2 separate regions of the Rattus norvegicus genome follow, and region 2 is linked to region 1. Evidence: chromatin contacts called from public Hi-C data. All regions are on one chromosome and are shown on one strand. Each heading gives the region's core, a stretch centred on a gene start, on an enhancer-like site or on the middle of the called end of the contact. The rest is flanking DNA. Distances are from core to core; before and after follow the strand shown.

Region 1 (3,666 bases), core at 304-2,803:
AGGTAATCTTCAGTTTCAGCTAGCATCTGGGTTCTATTAAGCTCTTTCTTAAAGAACCTCTCAGGTCCTAATACATTGGTGACCAGGAAATAAAATTGGTATTTACAAACATTTGTCGTGTAGGCACCCCAGTTGAAGTGCTTTTGTTTTTAACAAAATGTATAAAAGTTAAGAGCAAGCAAATGTAAGGGAAACTGGTATCAACTTAAAAATCCATTCAGCGAGCCTAGCCTATCTGGAGACCCCTAATACAGTGAGAGATCAATCCTATTTCAAAACAAAACAAAACAAAACAAAACAAAACAAAACAAAACAAAACAAAACAAAACAAAACTAGGTGTATGGCTCCGGAGGAACCGCGTGCCCCCACCTCCACCCCTAAGTACACAATCCATATCCATTTTATAAATCTACTCTTGAAAATATTGACGGGCTTAGGTGAGGGGTACTAACCAGCTCCCTGCTCCCTGGGATTAAATATGGGTATTGATCATCTAGTGGTAATTTACCCATCCATCTCTTAAAAACGAATATGCCTGGCTTGGTGGCGCTTGCTTTCAAGCCCAGCGCTTGAGAGGCAGAGACGGACACCTCTGAGTTCTCTGAGTTCGAGGTCAGCCTTAGCTACTTAGGTAATTCTCGCTTCGCTCTCAGCCCGCAAATCCCCAAGCGTTCCAAGGTGAACCGTGGCCGTGTGGCTCCGGCTACGCCCGTAGGGTACAAAGCTGCAGTGTGGACCCGGCAGCCCTGGCCACCGAGCCGGGAGGTCGGCCTGGGGAGGGTAGGGCGTGGCAGTTCTAGGGGCATCTGGGGAGCCGGTCAACTCAGTCCACGTGCGGTGCCCGGCCGGCTCCGAGCGCTGGCGACGGGGGTGTGGCCGCGGGTACCCAGCAGCGGGGACTAGAGTCCGCCCGCCACGCTCTAGTCCGTGCTAACCCACACCCCTTCAGCCGGGCCGCAGACTGCGGGGCGGGTGCTTTTTTTTTTTTTTTTTTTTTTTTTTTGTTAAACTTTGGCCACGTGAACTGCCCCCCATTCACTTTTGCGCCAATCACGAGGCGCGGACGGATCCCGAGAGGGGCCACGGCACGCCGCCGGCGGGCCGCTTCTTAACGCGCGGTGCGTGACGTGAGGGGCTCCTTTGCAATGGCGCGCTAAGCCGGAGGATGTGCAGCTGCAGAGGCGGCGCAGGGCACCGAGAGGGCGGGCGCAGCGCGAGCGGAGCCGAGCCAGCCCGGGGACGCGAGCCGCAGGAGCTGCTGTTGCCTCGCGCCGGAGTCGCCGGCCGCGCGCGCCGGGCATGGTCCCCTCTTAAAGGCGCAGGCCGCGGCTGTGCGGGCGGGCGCGCGGAACAAAGCGCCGGCGCGGGGCCTGCGGGCGGCTCGGGAGCCGCGATGGGCGCGGCGGACCCGCGGCGGCCGCGGCGCTGCCCGGGCCGGGCCAGGCGGCGCTAGGGCGGGCTGGCCTCCGCGGGCGGGGGCGGCGGGCTGAAGGCGCGCGGAGCCTGCGGCGGGGATAGCGGCCCGGCGGGCGGAGGGGCGCGGGCATGGCCGCGCGCGGCCGGCGCGCCTGGCTCAGCATGCTGCTCGGGCTCGTGCTGGGCTTCGTGCTGGCCTCGCGACTCGTCCTGCCCCGCGCCTCGGAGCTGAAGCGAGTGGGCCCGCGGCGGCGCCCCAATCCCGAGGGATGCCGGCCAGGACAGGCAGCGTCGCAGCCCGGCGGTGCTCCGGGGGATGCGCGCGGGGCGCAGCTCTGGCCGCAGGGCTCGGCCGCGGAGGGCGTCCCGCGCGACAGGAACTTTCTCTTCGTGGGAGTCATGACCGCCCAGAAATACCTGCAGACTCGCGCCGTGGCCGCTTACAGGTGAGCCCCCTTTTCGTGGATACCATCGCTTGCATCCGGCATCCTGGCTAGCGGGAGGGCGGCGTTACGGGTTCCCCGGAGGCTTCTCGGGTAGCTGCCAGCGACTCAGCGCAAAGGCAGCAGTGGTTAGACGAGGATGGAGAGCATCTCTCAAGGGCAAGACTTTAGGATTAGATGAGTGAGTACACTGGCCTCACTCAGTGTGTGCCTTTCAACTTGATCTCCAGAAAGACACGTAAGCTTTCTGTGTTCAGGACTTCTTTGTTAAAAGGAACGAGTCTCCCCCATAAGATGGTGGGGAAATTCAGTGTTGTACCTGCGATAGTGGAGGCAGAGGTATAATTTGAGTCTCTAAAATAGGCACTTTGTCATTTCGAAGGGAGAGCCCGCCTAAATTAACCTGGCTAGGGCTCCTCTGTACTGTACTTAAGATTTTCACAGTCATTCCTTTTAATGAGAGTGACCACTCCGCTTTTGAGCACTTCGGTTTGGTAATTAGAGATAAAGAACCTTGAGGAAAAAACAGTTTTCGTGATAGATTCGGTCAATTCAAGACTACAGCCTGGTGCTCCCCAGTGCAGTCCCAGAGGTGTATGCGTGGTAGGAACTAGCTGGGCCCTAGTAGGGCTAAATGAGTCGTAGAAGTGGCAGTGATCATGTTCAGGATTAACAAAGAGATTAGCCAAAGCTGCCTTTAGAAAGGAGATGGTTTTGGAATGGAGGGCATTGTTAGAACTGTATTTCCATTGGAGTGAACCTGAAATAGAAGAGGGGTGGACTCAAGGGAAGGAAGGGACTCATTGGAAACTTTTGTATGTGTGAAGTACACAAACCTTTACTGTATGGGTGAAGTTTGGCGTTCTTCCAGGCACAGATTCAGTCGGTGGCAGGAATGGTTTCAGAGCATGGATATTTAGGGGCTAAGCGTTTTGAGCAGGGCCACACTAGTTGCTGTTTGTTTTAAATGTATAGCCAGTGCTTTTATAACGTTGGCTTTTAAATCCAGTTTCTGGTCTAAGTTTTCAGGCAGCAGATGGTATAAGAAAACAAGCATAGTTGGATCTCTCCTTTCTTTTAAGTCAAGTGAGGGATTGCAAGAGAAAAGGCGGAAAGGCATGGAACGTCTTGACCACCATTCCTGCTAATGTCAAGAAGCTGCATCCTGCTAAGAACAATTCTTTCTGAGTGACCCAAGAGGCCACTGGTGGCTGGCTGTATGTGTGGACTAACAGAGTAGTTTGAGAACCATTAGGCCAGAGCTTTCTCCCCGATGGTCTCTGACTTAGTATCTTTGTCACAGATTGAGGGTGGCATAGGTTTTTAATCCCAGCACGTAGGAGGCAGAGTAGATGGATCTCTGTGAGACCCAAGCCAGCCTGGTCTACATAGAGTTCCAGGCCAGATGACTAACACCGAGACCCTTCTGGAAAGTAAAAAAAAAGTCAAGCAAAACAAAACAACCCAAACAAACAAAAAATGAGAAAGGGGGAAATGAGCCTCCCTCCAGGTGGCTCATTAGGTAAAGGGTAGTTGCTGCTAAACCTGACGACCTGAGTTTGGTCCTCAGAAAGATCCCACAGAGTAGGGGAGAGCGGGCTCCGTCAAACTTGACTTTCACACTTCTGCCATGACGAGGTACATTTGCACTGTTATACAACATAACAGACAATAGATAAATGTAAATAAAACAAATGCCCTTTCAGTAATAAGATTAAATTGAGGAAGAGACCACTAAATTGTGTTGTGGTTTTGAAAATAAATCCCTGGAATTATATGTTAGTGACAGATCACATGAAGTCTCAG
Region 2 (3,666 bases), core at 321-2,820, 83 kb after region 1:
GAGGGAAGACTTGTTTTCTTCTTCTTGGTCGATGGCACGACTTCACTTTCTAAAATCTGGTAATGGGGTGCAGAGATGGCTTGGCGAGCAGGAGTGGGTGCTGTATCAGCACCAGGATCTGAATAAAAATCCTGATACAGGGGGATGGTTGAAGCTAGTGATAGACCCTGACTCAGGAGAATGAGACATAATGATCAAACAGGACACTTGATGGCCTCCTCTGGCTGCTTCGAACACACACATGTGAAGAAATACTCACATGCGCGCACACACAGATGCATCCATATACATACATGCACATACACACAGAGGCACATAGACACATACATACGGGGACCCCCACAAACAAAGAAATACATAAGGACAGACACAGGCAGAAAGACACAGAGCGAGAGAGACAGACAGACAGACAGACAGACACACACACACACACACACACACACACACACACACACACGGTTGCTGGGGCTGGAGAGATGGCTCAGAAGTTAAGAACACTGGGTGCTTGGGTTCCCAGCACCTATATGGTGGCTCACAAGTACATGTAACTTCTTTTTCAGGGGGATATAACATCCTCTTTTGGCCTCTGAGCACTGTGAACACTCATGATGCACATACATACATGCATATATGCATAGCATATAATAAATACTTTAAAACTGTGTGTGAGAGAGAATATATTTATGTTCATGTATGTGTACGTGTGTGAAGGTCAGAAGAGGAGGGCACAAGTGTCCCTCTCTATCACCTCCTCTTGTTCCTTTGAGGCAGGGTCTCTTACTAAACAAGGACCTAGGCTGACAGCCGGGAAAATCAGTCTTTCTCTATTCACACCCTCCACGGTGCTGGGGTTGTAGGTGTTCACATTCCCATGTTCTGCTCTGTCTGTGGCTGCTGGGATCTGTGTTTACTTCCCATGCTCGCACAGTAAATGCTCTTACCCACCGAGCCACCTCTGCACAAGCTCTGCCACACTTGAAGAGCTATCTAGGACACAGCGGGTGGGTAGCCATGTGTCTGTCCTTCCTATCCTAAACTTCCTTCCTTCTTTCCTTCCTTGGTTCCTCTTCTTCCCTCCCTCCCCCTTCCTCCCTTCCCTTTTCTCCCTCTCGCCTTCCTCCTCGCATTTTTGGACATGACGTCATTTTCAGGTTAAGCTTAGGTATTCTGATGAATCCATGGGTCGGACAACCTTAACTGGTACTTTTTTCCTTTCATCCTATTATTTCTTCTAACTATAATATCAGAAGTGGCAGTTAAAGAAGTTTAAGAAGAGGGATACTTTTGTGCTGTTTTTCAAAGGTAGTTGGCAGATTTCTTTCCACAGATCCCAAGACTTGATTTGAAGACCCCAAAATAAATATTCCGCACTGCTTTAAGATAGAGCAGGGCTTCAGAGCGCGCCAGGATGTCTCTTCAGCTTTTGGAAGGCTCCAGGGTCAGTGTTTCTGGAAGGTTCTAATCAGCAGCTCTATTTTTGTGGGTGGCTGGCGCGGCAGGAAGGCTCTGTGGCTGGGTGGCTGATAAGGTTATCTGGGGACTGTTTCTGGCAGTTCAAGTGCCTGTTGTACAACTTGGGGCTGGGGAAGTCAAAGGCTGGGCGGGGCCGGGTGGAGACGTCATTCTCAGAGCTTGCCTTTCTGTGAGGGAGGAATAGAACTAAGGGCTCCACTGTCCAGAGGCTCCTCATCTCCAAAGCTCCCTGCATTAGACTATTGGGTATAGGTAGGGATGACTGTAGCATGACTGTCACGTAGCCCAAGGGGTGTCCTAGGATGGTGGGTACCTCCATGCAGCCCAGTCAGACCCACCAGGAGCAGGGGGGAGAAGAGAGCTGGGCCCAGCCTAGACAAGAGATTGGCAGTGGAGTTAGATCCCAGCCTATAGACAGGCAGGGCAGGCATCCCACCCACCATTCAATCACTGTGCACTCGGAACAGCCAGGGCTCAGGGAAGGGAGCAACTTCCCCCACAATAGATGGCCCTCAGGCCCACACATGGCTTCAGGCAGAGGCAGCCTGTGGAGGCTGGTCTGGAATCCACCCAGAAGAGGTCCACAACCTCCTGCCTGGGACTTGACCCAGGGGTAGTTTTACTTCCTCTGGGGTGGGAGGGTATGCAGCAACCAGAGCTGAGGAAAGCCTGTGCCTGAACCTTTGGGACAGAGAGATTGACGGAAGACACTTCCAGGGAGGGGGTAGAGCTGGGGTGTCAGAGATCAGGCTTCTGGAGTGGGCCAGTTCAAGTTACTTTCCCAGGCTTGTCCCCCAAACCGCACAACCTCACACCAGCAACAGTGACAAAATAACACAGCGGCAGCCCACCCTTAGGCTGCACTGCTCACATCTGAACCATGTGGTAGAGGCTACTCCCATAATGCTTTTTGTTTTTGACAGAGGAGGAAACCAAAGTACACATCGAGGCCCCGGGTGACACAATCAATGAGGACTGAGAATCAAGCGATGACAAACTAGCTCCAGAGCCCAAAGATCACATGGCCACAGCACAGAGCCTCTCAGCATTGTGGAGTGACAGATGCATGCTGAGGCCACCTTAAGGAGTTCGTGGGTGCCAGAGAGGCTGGGGGTGGAGCAGGGCCTCCAAAGCCAATAGACCTGGACCACAGGTGGCTCTGGCCAACTGCTCTGGGTCTGTCAGCGTTGGCTGTTGTGTCTGTGACACAGAAACATAAGCTCCGAGGATACTGAGGACTGCCGAGCTCCATCACATTCAAGAACAGCAGTGGCTATGACCTCTCTGGCTTTCCGGGATGCAGAGGGGATGTAAGTTCCCCATCCCTAGTCTTCATCTCTCCCCCATACCCTCAGTAAGTCCTCAGTAAGTGTTGTCCTGGCTGCAGAGCCAGCATCCTCCTGAAGCTGTGGTTCCTTGCCTCCTATGAAATGGGAGATGAACACAGCTGTGTGAGAAGGCTGCTCTCCCAGCCTCTGGCTGGCCCCTGGGGCTCTCAGGTTGAGCTGCCTGGGGCCCTGTTCTCAGTTCTGTAATGCTGTCAGAAGGCCTTGGGGTTCCGGACTGGGCACGGCAGTCCCCACCAACCCCCTGCGAAAGGTCTGAAACCCACAGATGGTCAGAAGCCTGTGCACACGGAACTGCTGCTTCTTGCTCATGTGTATCTGTAACGAAGTTTAATTTCAAAGTGAGGCACAAGTGGGGATGAGCAGCAATGATTACTAATTTTTTCTTTTTCTAGCTGACACAGACCGTGAACACACATGGATGGAGTCCGAGGAACTACTGTGTTTGGTTTCCCCTGGAGACTCCCTCTGAGTTCCAGAGGGCTGCCCGGAAACACATCATCTTCAGGGCCAGGTCCCTATTTATGAAAACCCAACCTGTCTGGCCAAATCAAGAGTCTCGTATTTATTGACATCATGCAAAATTCAAGGCCGACTCAAATTTCAGTTTCACGTTTTGCCTCACTTAACTAGCTGGGGAGAAGAATTTCATGTGTGTGGCATTTTCCTATTTCAGATAACGAGCAGAGGAACTGGGGGGCCAGCAAGATGGTTCAGTGGGTGTAGCTGCTTGCCCTCGAGCCGGATGGGCTCAGTTTGATCCTCAGGCCGGCCTGGTAGAAGGAGAGAGACTAGTCCTGAGAGCTGTCCTCTAACTTTCCACACGCGCACAATAAAGGAGTTTCCC

The links. A called contact is a pair of places that touch in the nucleus more often than the background predicts.
Region 2: a Hi-C map of liver shows a contact between it and region 1, with 3 times the contacts expected there. The contact joins the enhancer-like site here to the promoter of Chsy1 in region 1. A contact is called at or near these places in 4 of 12 Hi-C or Micro-C datasets (the Rat2 cell line, kidney and liver).

Annotation. Positions count from the first base shown.
Region 1 is chr1:129,098,535-129,102,200 of GRCr8, forward strand. Chsy1 (chondroitin sulfate synthase 1) reads left to right here and starts at 1,554. Exons shown (of 3, transcript NM_001106268.1): 1 at 1,554-1,863. The coding sequence starts at 1,580.
Region 2 is chr1:129,181,866-129,185,531 of GRCr8, forward strand. It overlaps LOC102549532 (a long non-coding RNA gene), which reads left to right. Exons shown (of 5, transcript XR_350463.5): 4 at 2,397-2,783; 5 at 3,215-3,369. Among named protein-coding and RNA genes, the nearest start is that of Chsy1, 84 kb to the left of the region's middle. Within about 2 kb of position 1,571, at least 15 of the 93 cell types and tissues checked have an H3K27ac peak or open chromatin away from gene starts, as enhancers often do. A contact at or near this core is called in liver, where this site is marked.